2 separate regions of the Mus musculus genome follow, and region 2 is linked to region 1. The links are chromatin contacts, called in public HiChIP or PLAC-seq maps. All regions are on one chromosome and are shown on one strand. Each heading gives the region's core, a stretch centred on a gene start, on an enhancer-like site or on the middle of the called end of the contact. The rest is flanking DNA. Distances are from core to core; before and after follow the strand shown.

The links. HiChIP or PLAC-seq counts read pairs in DNA pulled down with a chosen protein or histone mark.
Region 2: a contact with region 1 is called in an H3K4me3 HiChIP or PLAC-seq map of the 230-238 cell line, with 29 read pairs. The contact joins the promoter of 2700097O09Rik here to the enhancer-like site in region 1. A contact is called at or near these places in 10 of 39 promoter capture datasets (the 3T3-L1 cell line, the C10 cell line, the HPC-7 cell line and 6 more), 2 of 15 datasets of contacts at CTCF or cohesin (CD8 T cells and the NIH/3T3 cell line), 5 of 484 Hi-C or Micro-C datasets (B cells, bone marrow-derived macrophages, embryonic fibroblasts and 2 more), 12 of 115 datasets of contacts at active chromatin or transcription factors (the 230-238 cell line, the SCID.adh cell line, bone marrow-derived macrophages and 7 more) and 3 of 9 other capture datasets (adipose tissue, liver and pancreatic islet).

The regions. Positions count from the first base shown.
Region 1 is chr12:55,014,984-55,022,299 of GRCm38.p6, reverse strand. No RefSeq gene overlaps it. Among named protein-coding and RNA genes, the nearest start is that of Gm24296, 22 kb to the right of the region's middle. Within about 2 kb of position 2,754, at least 76 of the 459 cell types and tissues checked have an H3K27ac peak or open chromatin away from gene starts, as enhancers often do. A contact at or near this core is called in the 230-238 cell line, B cells, the HPC-7 cell line and 8 more, where this site is marked.
Region 2 is chr12:55,075,570-55,082,885 of GRCm38.p6, reverse strand. 2700097O09Rik (RIKEN cDNA 2700097O09 gene) reads left to right here and starts at 2,776. Exons shown (of 8, transcript NM_028314.2): 1 at 2,776-2,905. The coding sequence starts at 2,809. It overlaps Srp54a (signal recognition particle 54A), which reads right to left and starts at 2,390. Exons shown (of 16, transcript NM_011899.4): 1 at 2,150-2,390.

The DNA of each region.
Region 1 (7,316 bases), core at 1,505-4,004:
CCCATCCATGATGTGCGCCCCTCCAGCCTTGAGCTCACCCTAAAAGAAAGGGTTTACTTGTTTTGCTTTATGCCACGCTCTCCTGTTTTTCTATCTGCATCAATAACCGGGTGGGGGCCCCCATTTCTCATCTTTAGCTAACACCCTGTCTTAGTCAGGGGTTCTATTCCTGCAAAACATCATGACCAAGAAACAAGTTGGGGAGGAAAGGGTTTATTCGGCTTACACTTCCATACTGCTGTTCATCACCAAGGAAGCCAGGACTGGAACTCAAGCAGGCCAGGAAGCAGGAGCTGATGCAGAAGCCATGGAGGGGTGTTCCTTACTGGCTTGCTTCCCCTGGCTTGCTCAGCCTGCTCTCTTATAGAACCCAAGACAGCCAGCCCAGAGATGGTCCCACCCACAAGGGGCCTTTCCCCCCTTGATCATTAATTGAGAACATGGCTTACAGTTGGATCTCATGGAGGCATTTCCTCAACTGAAACTCCTTTCTCTGTGATAACTCCAGCTGTGTCAAGTTGACACAAAACTAGCCAGTAGAGTTGACCCCTTGTCAACTTGACACACAAACACATCACTAGTAAGCCTCAACCCTTACATTCTTATTCATCCCCAAGGTCTAAATAACTTTAAACGTCCCACAGTCTTTACATATTCTTAAGTTTTCAATCTCTTTAAAATATCCATCTCTTTTAAAATCCAAAGTCTTTTTACAATTAAAAGTCTCTTAACTGTGGGCTCCACTAAAATAGTTCCTTCCTTCAAGAGGGAAAATATCAGGGCACAGTCACAATCAAAAGCAAAAATCAATCTCCAACCATCCAATGTCTGGGATCCAACTCACAATCTTCTGGGCTCCTCCAAGAGCTTGGGTCACTTCTCCAGCCATGCCCTTTGTAGCACACTGAGTCGTCCTCTAGGCTCCAGATGCCTGTACTCCACTGCTGCTGCTGCTGTTGGTGGTCATCTCATGGTACTGGCATCTCCAAAACATTGCATGACCCCTTCAGTCCTGGGCCGTCAATTGCAACTGAGGCTGTACCTTCACCAATGGCCTTCCATGGCCTCTCACAGTGCTGAGCCTCAGCTGCTCTGCGTGACCCCTTCATGCCTTCAAAACCAGTACCACCTGGGTGACCCTTATACATTACCAAGTCCCACTGCAGCAGGAGTACAACCTTGGCTATCTCTGGAACACAGCCTCTTTGTGCTTTCAGAAAACACTTCCCAGAAGATGTCACCTCAACGATGCTGGTCTCTTCTTAATCACCGATAATTTCTTAGCTCCAGCTAACCAGCATCAATAGTCTCAGTAATGCAAGGTTTTGCTTTAGTAGTTCTGGTATCTTGTTAATCACAGTTGATTCTTCAGCCCCAGCTAACCAGAACTACAGAATTTTCACAATCAAAACAGCAATGGCCCTGAAAAGAGTCTTTAATTTTCCCTCTGAAATTTCACAAGCCAGACCTCCATCTTCTGCACCGTTCTCAACATTATCTTCTAAGCTCCTACACAACATCTGACAGAGCTCTTAACAATGGATCTTCAAGCCGAAAGTTCCAAAGTCCTTCCACAGTCCTCCCCAAAACATGGTCAGGTTGTCACAGGAATATCCCACTATGCTGGTACCAATTTGTCTTAGTCGGGGTTTCTATTCCTCCACAAACATCATGACCAAGAAACAAGTTGGGGAGAAAAGGATTTATTCATCTTACACTTCCATACTGCTGTTCATCACCAGAGGATGTCAGGACTGGAACTCAAGCAGGTCAGGAAGCAGGAGCTGATGGAGAGGCCATGGAGGGATGTTCCTTACTGGCTTGCTTCCCCTGGCTTGCTCAGCCTGCTCTCTTATAGAACCCAAGACAGCCAGCCCAGAGATGGTCCCACCCACAAGGGGCCTTTCCCCCTTGATCATTAATTGAGAAAATGGCTTACAATTGGATCTCATGGAGGCATTTCCCCAACTGAAACTCCTTTCTCTGTGCTAACTCCAGCTGTGTCAAGTTGACACAAAACTAGCCAGTACACACCCCTTTCACAGTGGTCATTTCCTTCCTTCTTCACCCTCTCTCTCAGTCTCTGTCTTTCTGTCTCTCTGTCTCTGTCTCTGCCTCTTTTTCTCTCTCATGATACAAGGCCTGACTATGTAGTCCTGGCTGTCCTAGAACTCAGTATGTAGACCAAGCTGTCCTGGGACACACAGAGATCTGCCTGCCTCTCCCTTCCAAGTCATGCACACCACCTCTGGCCTCTTTCCCTCTCCTACCCTTCTTTCTCTTCAAAGAGCTTATGGTTACTATTTATTTATTTATCATTTATTTATGAGTATTTCTCCTGCATGTGTGTACATGCACCATGTGTGTACCCACGTCTTCAGAGGTCAGAGAAACTAGCTGGAGTCCCTGGAACTCTAGTTAGGAATGGTTGTGAGCCACCACTGGAACCCAGGCCGTCGTTACAAACAGGAAGTGCTCTTAACCACTCTCCAGCCCTGGAGCCAGTCTTTAGAGAGCATGCCTAACTCCTTGGCTCTAATGTTCTCTCCTCACTTAGTTAGACTTTCTCCTCCCTACTGAGTCCATCTGCCCCCGGTCTCATCCTGCATCAGGCTTGCTGAGCACTGCGGGGGCAATGAGCATGGCTGTTGGAACTCATTGCCCACCACTTTTCTGGGGCAGGTTTGTAGTGCACTACTCCATCTTACTGTGTTTTCTGACTTCCAGACTCCTCGTATTTTTACAGCAGCCCCTCAGACACTTTCTATTTCACTTCCTCAAATTCAATTACTAACGTAAAGGGATGGGCGGAAACTCAGCATGTTCAGCTTGAGAAGTTTTCATGTCTCAAGGTGCAAAAGCAACTGGTATTTAGTAAAAATTGTACTTCGAATCTGAGTTTCAGTCTCCTGAGGCTAGCCATATGCAATATAGGACCTCCTTGGAATACTGGACAGTTGTCACATCTCCCAGGGAACCATGAAATCATGGAGGGGGATGGGGAACAGCAGACAATTGGCAGGCCAAAATGTTACTCAGGGAGTTTTGGGGTGCTATAAGAATAAAATACATGAGACATTCAACACTTCATTATAAAATAGGCTTTGTGACAGATAAGTTTGGCCAATTATAGGTTAATAGTGTTGTTCTGAATGTGTTCAAAGTAGGCTAAGCTAAAAGCAATGGTGTCCAGTAGATTATATGTATTCTGTGTTTAGACCAAGTATTGTCAACTAATAGTAAGTATATGGGGTGATGCCCTGTCATAACTTTAGAAGCATCTGTGTATAATTCTACTTGACAAGTTAGTGGGGTTTTTTTCTCCTATCTGATGGTTATCTGTGCTCTAAAGCTCTTTCTACCCCTCCACTTTATTTGGTTTTGGTTTTTCAAGACATGGTTTCTCTGTGTAGCCCTGGCTGGCCTTGAACTCAGAGACCTTCCTGCCTCTGTCTCCCAAGAACTAAGATTAGAGTCACGTGCCGCCACCACCTGGCTCTCTTGCTTTCTTATTTTTTCTGTTATCATCTTTCTTCTAATATATTTAATTATTTCTTTTAATTCCAGAACTATCTTATTTTTAAATAAATTTATTCTATTTTATGTGTGTGGGGGGCTGTTTTTGCTTTCATGCCTGATGCCCCATGGCCCAAGTCAGCATCAGATCCTCTGGAACTAGAATTATAGACAGTTGTAAGCTACCAATTCTGCAAATTGAACCTACTTCCTCTAGAACATGGGTTTTCCACGTGTGGGTCTCAATCCCTTTGGTGAACCTTTATTTCCAAAAATGTTTACATTGTGATTCATAACAGTAAAAAATTAGTTATGAAGTGACAATGGAAATAATTTCATGGTGGTGGTCCCCAAAATATGAGGAACTATATTGAATGGTCGCAGCATTAGGAAGGTCGAGAACCACTGCTCTATGAGAACAGCCAGTGCTCTTAACCAGTCCAGCCTCCAGATCAGCTTATCTGATAGGCTTTAAAACAAAACATGGTCTCTCTGTGTAGTCCTGGCTAGGCTAGAGCTCTGTGTAGAACAGGCTGGCCTCTAACTCACAGAGATCAGCCTGTTTCTATCTCCAAAGTCCTGCGATTAAAAGCTTGCACGGCCGTGCCCGTTTTAATAGACTTTGTTTCTTCTAAGAAATACTTTTTAAGAGATTATTTTAGGTGTGTAAGTGGTCTGCCTGCCTGAATGTCCGTGTGCCTGGTGCCCTTGGAGGCCAGAAGGCACTGGGTCCTCTGGGACTGGAGGTGCAAATGATTGTGAACTGCTATGTGGGTGCTGGAAACTGAACCCAGGCTTTTCATTACTGAACCATATCTTCAGCCCCCTAAGGAATACGTTTTTTCCTTATTTTGGCCTGCAAGAGTAATTTAAAAATTTTAATTCCAAGATGGAATCGTTCATTGTCTTTTTTTGTATAATCATCAGGATTAATATTTGGAGCTCTTGATCCATGTATACCTGTGCACTGCGTGAGTGCCTGGTGCCCACAGAGGCCAGAAGACGGCATTGAGTCCTCTGAAACAGGAGTAACAAACAATTGTGTCATGTCAGTGTGTCATGTTGTAAGTGACCGTATCAATGCTAGCAATTGGACCTGGGTCCACTAGAAGTACAGCCAGTGTTTTTAACATTGACCCATCTCTTCAACCCCAGTATTAAATTTTTAATAGATACAGACCAGAGCGTATTGCAAGTATTCTTCCTACCGCCCACGACTCTATGTGTGACCTGTATACCAACCCCAACCCCACTCATATTACTTGGGGGATTATTATGAACTGCTAATCTTTGTTCCCCACCCAGACTTAGTAAGTCAAAACCTGCATTTTAACAAGCCCCACCCCCAATTTACTGTACACATATTAAAGTTCGGAAGCAGTATTCAGCAGGAACTTTCCTCTAGGGAAGTAATTCCTGACTTTCACTGAACATTAAATTCACCTGGGAGAGCTTTTGAAAGCTACTGGGGACTGGATTCACTCCCTCAGAGACTGATTTAATTGGCTGGAGGTTGGAGCTGTTGGCACCGGTATTTTTAAGGCCCCCTAATTGCATCGGGGTTGGGAGGGAGAGCTCTACAATTACAGGCTGCCATCAGGGTTCTAGTTGTTTCAAAAGCAAAAAGGATGTGCAAGTCTTCTAACGGGGTTTCCCGAGGAAACAATAGCGATCTGAGAGCATTGTGCATGACACTGTGTCCCCAGGACATCACAGTGCTTCTAACTGCCTGGCTTGGCAAGAAGCCTCACCAGTTCTTTAGTGCCCCTGATAAACGAAATTTACTTCCTTCCTGTTCATCTTTCTGCTCTGATACCCATCAAAAATGATCCTGCCTTGCCTGTTCACTCACAGATGTGTCCCTGTCTGGATGTCTGGCCTCTGTCTTAAATATTCTTGTTATAGGGACTGGAGAGGTGGCCCAGTGTTTAAGAACACTCGTTGGTTTTGCAGAGGACCAGTTTCTAGGGTGGCTCACAACTGTCTGTAACTTCAGGTCCAGGTGATCTAATGCCCACTCCTTGCCTCTGCTGCCTCTTGCCTGAACATGATACACACACATACGTATGCTCAGGCACATACACATAAAATAATAGTCCTTAAAAATTTTTGCCATGAACCTGATATAATCTGACTTCTCTCTACTAGTTCCGGTTTTGGTTTGAAAGAGCTTAATTTCTTGTACAGTCAGAACTGCACACCCATAAATAGTTTCCAGGGTAGTCATCAGCTCCGCTCACAGTTCAGCCACAGTGATACATGAAGGCAGGTTCCAGGTGATAATGTAATCAAAGAGAGTGTGTGGGTATGACTGGGACATAGCTTAGCCACAGCACTGACCTAGCATGCTCAAAGCTCTGGGTTTCATGCTCAATGAAAGGAATCCATCTTGCGTGGTACTCAGAACCTATGCTGTTTCCTAGTGATCATTCTTTTCCATAAACGACCATAAGCAAATGTCTTTTATTTTGTATTTTATATTTATGGGAGTTTTACCTGTGTGTATATACCACCACCTAGCTTAGAGATCTCTGATATTAAGATAGATATTTAATATGTAGGGTATTACATGTATTTCAGTTTGGGGGCTTATAAAATGTCAAAAGTAGACTTGGACTCAACATATATTTATCAGTTATAATACCTTTAAAGTTGCCCTTTTTAACCCAGATGCGATGGTACATACCTGTAAATCCAGCACTGGGGAGGTAGTGGCAAGTGGATCTCTGTAAAATTGAAGCTAGCCTGATCCACATATCAAGTTCCAGGCCAGCCAGGGCTATATAATGAAACCATATTTCAAAGGAATTTTTTTTTCCTTTTCCTTCTTCCCAACAACAGTAGAGAAGAATGATCCTAAAGATGATTATGTGATTTAAAACTCAATCCAGGGGCAGTTATGAAGCCTATGTCCAGATCAGCAACAGCCAGAAAGAATGCACCTTGGAGCTCTAAGTGCTAGAGGCAGGATTCAAAGGCGAGCTTCCCCGACTTGACAGAACACCCCGCAAAGTGCTCTTTTTTCTCTTAATATTTTATGGTACTGTTCTTTGAGGTAAAGCAAGCTTTCTTTCTTTTTTTTTTTTTTTTTTGAAGCCAGCAGACTACTGCAGATTCTGACTTGAAAGCTTAGAAACCACTAACTAAAGCCAGGTGTGGTGGTGGCGGCATGTGCCTTTAATCCTAGTACTCTACTCACGAGGCAGAGGCTGGTGGATCTCTTAAGTTTGAGGCCAGCCTGGTCTACAGAGTGAGTTCCAAGACAGCCAGGGCTACACAGAGAAACCTTGTCTCAAATCAAAACAAACAAGAATTTTTTTTAAAGAAAAAGGAGAAAAAGAATAAAGAAGAGGAGCTGGAGAGATGGCTCAGTGGTTAAGAGCACTGACTGCTCTTCTGAAGGTCCTGAGTTCAAATCCCAGCAACCACATGGTGGCTCACAACCACCTGTAATGAGATCTGACACCCTCTTCTTGAGTGTCTGAAGACAGCTACAGTGTACTTACATATAATAAAAAAAATATTTAAAGAATAAAAAAGAAACCGCTAAGTTGTTTTTATGTTTGTCTAAATGTGGGGTGATGGTTTTGCAAACCCTGGTGTCGTGGCTTGAGGATTGCCGTATGTTTTGAGGCCAGACTGAGCTGCCTGGTAAGTCTAAGTCAGCCTGGTGTGCATACATGCAGGTGAATGTGAAAGACATTTATTCAGAAAAACAAAAAGTAATCTGGGCGTGGTAGTGGAGGCTTTAAATCCTGGGACTGGGGAAACAGAAGTAGGTAGATCTCTGTGAGTTCTAG
Region 2 (7,316 bases), core at 1,527-4,026, 61 kb before region 1:
GAACCAGAGAATGCGGTGTCAGAAGATTAGAACAGATTGCCAGTTAGTTTGAGGCTGAAAGAGAAGTCAGATGGAATCAGGAGGAGTTTTGAGCCAGGACAGCTGAGTTGACCAGTCAACCAGAGATCAGAAAGAATTAGGAAGGGGTGAATTTATTCAGCAGTAAATCTCCAAGGCTGAAAACATTCTAGGCCCAGATAAGATCGTATGGAGGCTAGAAACTTCCAGAATTAGGTCTAGGTTAGCAGACAGACGCAGTAAGCATCCAAGAGGACAATCACTTCAGTTGAATAAAAGTTACTTTTACAAATGTGCAGATAAGTGTTCCTTTTATCACACTACTTTGTTGTGTATTTTAGGGCTGGGGTATTGTTAATGATGCCGAGGCTCACCTCCAATTCCTGTGCTTAAGGAATTTCCCTATCCAGACTACAAAGTAGCTAACTAAGCACATGCGGCTTGGTTTTTTTAAAAACTGAACATACACATAACAAATCTCAACAAATGAGGGTCAAAACTCAAAAATACACAGCTTCTATACACTTCCACATACACACCACATATCCTAGTGGAAAATGGGAGATGGAAGCAGTACATCTTCATCTACTTTTTGTGCATCAAATAGTCTAAGTAGAAAAACAACCCACTAATGAGCTGCTTTCTAGTTGATTTCCTTGGTGCTGTGAGATTTTTTTTTCATCGAAGTAAGGCAAATCAGCTGGAGACTGATCATGCAGAAAGTGCAGAACTCTCAAAATGAAGGCCAGAGAAAAGGGCATGGAAATGGTTGGCATATGGGAGTGATGTATGGAAGCAACACGTGGATGAGAACTCTCAAGGTGGGTCTATGGGAGATCCTGTATTCTGCCAACATGGAGCACAGGAAAGAGCAAATCAACCAAGACTAAGAGGATCCCAAGAGACTTTAAGTTTTACTGGTCATCTTTGCCTCCCAAAGCACATGGAAAAAATCCGATCTTTAAAAGGAAAAGTGGGCTGGAGAGACAGCTCATTGGTTAAGAGCATTGGCTGTTCTTCTAGAGAACCCAGGGTGAATTCCCAGTACCCACATGGCAGTTCACAACTAAATCCAGGAAAACCAGTTCCAGGGGACCTGATTCCCTCACACCAGCGCATTAAAAAAATAAATAAAATAAAATAAATTTTAAAAAATTTAAAAATGGCTAATTAAAAGGAAGAAAGCTACTATTCCAGTAGCAGGCACAGAGAGTTACAGGAGTACTCCTTGTATAACAGTCTTTATTAAATCCCAAAATACTAAATCTGTCATATCAAAAAGTTGAGGTAAAGAGGTCTGAGGGAAATGTCTCCCTCCTCTTCTGCACTGATGCAGCTATGTCATTGGAACTATATTACTTAACCCTCTTCTATCCTTGTAAGCCTATTAGGAAATTAAGGGTAGCCTTCAAAAGCAAATGACTCAGACAAATCTCTTAAGGGGCACATTAACTGTCATCACTGTCCTGTGTCTCTTTTGGCCTAACTAGAGTCGGGCTATATTATATACTTATAGCCTTTTTCATCCTCTGTACTGCTAGAATCTTCATGTTAGGAGCACTGTCCTTCATTACTTTATCTCTTCAGCTTAAAAAGAGAAAACAAGAAAAGAAAGCCTCAAAAAAAATTGTTCAAATGCATATCTAACAACTAAGTGAAGACTGGTAACCGAAAAGCTGATTAAGAAAGTTTCAACAACAAAAAATACATTGTCACTAGCTTCGACTTATTAAAGTCCTTAGCACATCTTATCACTGTCGCGGAACTAAAAGTTCTGAACAATATGCTAACCAACATGTTAGTAAACACTAAAAGATAGGAAAATAAACCCTAGTATATGTCAAAAGGCTTTGGGGAAATAGCTTTATCTAAATTCTTGTTCGGGAATGCCTTCCATGAGCCAAGCCTACCAATGCTTACTTATTTGGCTCGGGTAAATCTGAAGACAAATTAAAAGGGTAGCAGCGCAGCGTTTGGTAAAGCTTGCAGTGGAGGGCAAGAGTAAAATAAAAGTGTCAGTGCACCTCAGCCTCGGCGATCACTGCCCGTGGCCACCCGGGAAGACTTCCGCAGAAGCGGCGCTCTAACTAGGGGTTCCCAGGGCGGAGCGAGGAAAACCCCCCACACTCACCGCAAAAGGCGCCACTAAAGCCGTGGCCCCACAGGGCCGGCGAGCCCTTAGCGAGGCCCCACGCCGCCGAAGGAAACCCAGGAACGCTGGAAGCTGAAGGACAGGGACGGAGCCCGTCGCCCAACTTCCCAGCTCCAGAAACTAGGGGCCCAGCGCCCAACACAGTGAAGCCAACTCCCACCAGCTGGAACACCGACGACTGCCACCGAACCTTCCGCCCAATGAGGAGACGTCATCACTCGGCGGAGTTCAGCCCTTCGTGAAAACACACTTCCGCTTCCGGGGCACAAAGCCCCGCGTCTACGGCTCCCCCGAAAGGATAGAAGGGGTGTTTCTTTGCTGGAGCTGACCTTTGACCTTAGTGTTCTCCCTGTACGTCACTGCCGCGGCAAGCTAGCAGCGAGACAGGACCTCCTCGGGTGCGACCTCGAGGAAAAGTCAGGACTTAGGGGAAAGCGACTACGTGAAAGAGTGCAGAACTCCGCAAGGGCGCGCGGCCTAGGGCTTCTGAAGCCGCGGGAGGCGGGGTCCCGGAGGGGCGGGGTTTGGCGTTTCGGCTCTCGGGATTGGACGATCTGAGGAGGGCGGGGTCGCAGCGCGCGTGTCTGGCTGCGCGTGCTCAGTGAGAACCTGCTCTTGGCTTGTCCGCGCACTTCGCCATGGACTTTCAGTCCGCTCGGAGAGCTGTACTTCAGTTGCTCGGAACTACGGCTCCCGCAGATGTCCCGGCACTGCTCCACTGGATGAGGACTACCCGTAAGCAGTCATGGCTAGAGCCTGGCAGTTGGCTGTTGGATTTAGTCTTTGGGTACCAGGGAGGGGCGGGGCTAGGCACCAGGTCTCTTGGTCGCTGCATACCCTACACCTAGTCATCAGACTGCATTTTAGGATTCGATACCTGAGAATCAACTTTAGGTGGTTTGTGATTCCGGTGCTGATTTTGGGCAAGCTTCTAGAACCTCTTTGTTCAATTACTCGTACAGGCCGATACTACTTGAAAAAGCTCTGTGCAAGAAAGGTTTTAGGCTGTGGAGTTATCCTCAAGGCAAATAAAATCACATATACCTAGTACATTTATCTTATACATGGTAAAATAGACCAATTAATAATCTTCCATGGTATGGGGAAGAAAAAAAACACTTCTTTTTAAACTGTTAATAGTTAATATGAAAACTCACAAATTAGAATCGAGGAAATGAGGTGATTAGATCTAGTTAATGGATGAAACTTTTCTTTAGCAAAAAAGGTAAAGCCTAGTGAACGCACTGTTTTAGTTATATACTTGTCTCTTTTTGAGAACTCTACCAATGTATGCTATTCTGAAAAACACTAATCCCCAAGGTTACTTTCATTCAGCTCCTTAAAGTGTTCTTATTTGATAAGACCTTCAGTATATTTTTAATTTTTGAGGCAAGGTCTCATCTAGTCCTGCTAGACCTCCAAGTTAACAGAGTATGACTTAGAACTCTGATCCTCCTTCGTCCATCTCACCTGCCCTGGTGCTGAAGATCAAACTCAGGCCTGTGCTCTGCCTACTGAGCTACACCCTCAACTCCAGCTTCCACTTTTAGATCTTCAACCTCTGACCTTTTAGGAAAAATATTCTTGGTGTAATTCAAGAATTGTTGAAGGTTTTGAGAGATTATTTTAAGTGAGGTACCAAACTAAAGATTGCTTGAGGCATATGATAGCTAAGTGTATCTTGGGAATGCAGGAACCCAGGCAGTACTCTGTGGTTATATACACATATAAGAATAGTGCTTCAAGATGGGAATTTACAAAATAGGGTTTTTTTGTTTGTTATTTTATGTATATGAGTACACTGTCGTTGTCTTTAGACGCACCACAAGAGGGCATCAGATCCCATTACAGAATGTTGTGAACCACTCACTATGTGTTTGCTGGGAGTTGAACTCAGGACCTCTGGAAGAGCAGTCAGTGCTCTTAACTGCTGACCCATCTCTCTAACATATTAGGTTTTTTTTAAAGACATGGTCTCACTATAAACATGTTGTCTTCTATCACTTCATTAAGCCTAACATACCTAGTTGTTTTTTTTTAACCTAACTAACCTAGTTGTTTATAATAGTACCAACTTCCTTCTAGCTTTTCTACATACCTCAATATCAGGTCATTTATTCCAAAAGCATTATTAACTACTAAAATACAGTGTTGGAACTGGAGAGATGGCTTATTGGTTAAAGGTTCAGACTTACAACAAAAAAATGTATTGTTGGCTGGGGCAGTAGTAAAGTGTAAGGGGTCTTTGCGAACACCAGAACTGGCAGAGTATAATTATATTGAAATTTTTCTCAAAGTAATTGTTACTTCTTCCATGAAGGTGGGTTTCAGAGATCGGGTATATATGTTTCCTTAAGGGCCTAAGTGAGGATCTGGTTGGTCTCAGATAGATAGCACAGAGGTAGGTCATCTGGTCCTGCTGGTGGGAGCTTGGTATGTCCTGGCCCATCAGATAGTGCCAGGATCACCTAGTCCAGTGGGTCTCAAACCTTTCTAACACGTTAATACAGTTTCATGTTGTGGTAACTCCCATCCATAAAATTGTTTTCCTTCCTGCTTCACGGCTATACATTTACTAGTTATGAATCATAACATAAATATCTGAAATACAACCCCTATGAAAGGGTCATTCAACTCCCATAGGGTCATGACCCACAGGTTGAAAGCTGTTGATCTAAGCTATTAACCAGCTCCAGTCCCAGCCATCTGAGCAGAAAATGCGTTTTCTAATCTTTTCCCCTAGAAAGACAACTTTTATGTGTTAATCATACTGTTTTCTGCAGTGCTGTTTGTGAGTGCAAGGACCTTGAGTGTGCTCCCAACAGCAAGGTGCTTGGTACACAACCATGAGGACCAGAGTTCCACCTCTACTTCTCATAGCCTCCATACTACTAGGATTGCAGGTGTAATCCCACTGCTGCCTGAGTTATATCCTGTGTATTGGTATAAAAAGCCAGTCAGTGGTGCATAGCACATATAGTCCTAGCACATGGAATCCCAGCTCTGGTAAGGCAGATATACTGATCCCTCAGGGTCCCTACTCAGCCAGCCTCGCCTAACTTGGTGATTTCAGATCCCATTAAGAGACCCTGTCTCAAAAACAATGTGGAGGCAGCTAAGGAGGAGGGACATAGGTTCTCCTCTGGCATCCACATGTATGCATACATAAAATACACAAATGGACTGTTGCCTTTTCTGGCACTTGTGCAATTACTAAAATAACTTCCCTCTTAGCCTGATTGAGTTATTTGTAATTCAAGTCCCCAGATTTGAAGCATCCGTTGAACCTCCATTGTTCAAAATTGGATTGCCTTTAAATTCTGTTCCAGATGTTAATTTAGTAAAAAAGTAGTTCCAGTATCACTGAGTAAAAGGTATATTTTTACTCTTGAATTTTATTTTGTGTGTATTGGGGGTCGGGAGAGCTTGTCACTGTGTGCATGTAAAAATCAGGACACTTGGGGGAATTGGGTCTCTCCTTCTACACTACATTCCTGGTATCAAACTCACGTTGTCAGGCTGGGTAGCAAGGGTCTTTACCTGAGCCATCTCACTGGTAACATTTTTGCTTTTTAAAGATTTATTTTTATTTATGTGTCTGTGTAAATGAACGCCAGGTGTGCCAGTGTTTCAGGGCTTAGAAAAGGGTGTTGAACCTTTTGGAGATAGAGGTGCAGGCAGTTGTGAGCCTCCTGAGCTGAGTGCCGAGAAGCAAACTCAGATCCTCTGTAAGTCCTCTGCAAGAGCAGCAGCAGCAGCCAGTGATCCCAAGCACCAGGCCACCTGTCCATCACCTCACCCTTCCCTTCTACTCTGGAAGTTTGTGTAGCTGACTAGAAAACAACTTGAGTTTCTGAAGAACAGCTTTTGTTTGGTTGGTTGGTTTTGATTTTTTGAGACAGGGTTTCTATGTGTAGTTCTGATTATCCTGGAACTCACTCTGTAGACCAGGCTGGCCTTGAATTCACAGAGATCCACCTGCCTCTACCTCCCGAGTGTTAGAATTAAAGACATTCACCACCACATCCAGCTCTGTTTATTAACGTGACTATTTTAAGAAACTAGATCACTTAGCTTGAAGGAGTATTTTGTTTCGGGTTTTTTAAATGAGGTTCCATTATATAGCCCATGTTAGCCTTGAACTGGAGATCCAAGTTCTCTCTGCCTCCAAAGTACTGGGATTGCAGATGTGCCATCTGCACCTGCCTGTGTTGCCAATCAAAACAAGAACTATATTAGTGTACCTGTCTATTCTGGTAAGTGATAAATACACACAGTTTCAACATTGACGTTTTGATTACCCGTTCAAGTTACATTTCAGCACGTAAGTGGCTTGTTGGTTGGTTTGTTTTAGCAGATCTCCTGTAGCCCCTGTAGCCTTGACTTCCCTGAGGCGTTCAGGATGACCTGATACTTCTGGTGCCCCTGCTTCTGCTTCCTGGCTGCTGGGATTTCAGGCCTTCTTCGCCTGCTTAGTTTATGCAGGGCTGAGGGTAGAACTCAGAACTTCATGCATGCTATGGCAAACAGTCGACCAACACAATTGCTTCTGGACCATTTTCCAGCAAAAGTGTCATGATTTCATTTTTCTTTATGGTTAAATAGAATTCTATTGCATGTATGTGCCACATTTTCTTTACCTGTTATCTGTTGGTAGACATCCATATTGACTCCATTTCATAGGTGTTATGTGTTTTAGTTAGGAAATGTGGCATGTTTGTTTGGTACATTGTGTTCTAATTCATTTGCATGGTTTCTAAAATTAGTTCATTATATAGCTTAAGTGCAACATGCTTTTTGTTAAATATATCTATTTCTTTTTCTTTGGAGCTATTATTGTAAGTTTATAAAATGTGTGATGTTCTATTATTATTGTTGTTGCTATTCTTTTATGTGTATGGGGGCTTTGCCTGTATATATGTCTCTAGTACCACATATGTACCTGATGTCTGAGGAGACCAGAAGAGGGTTACACGTGGTTAAAAGGCACAATGTGGGTGCTAGGAATTGATCCTGGGTCCTCTGGAAGAGCAGCCAGTGCTCTGAACCACTGAGCCACCTCTCCAGCCTAGTCGTAGAGTTTTGTTTTGTTTTTAGATTATTTGCTCTATGTTTGGTATTTTGCTTGAATTTATGTGTGTGTACC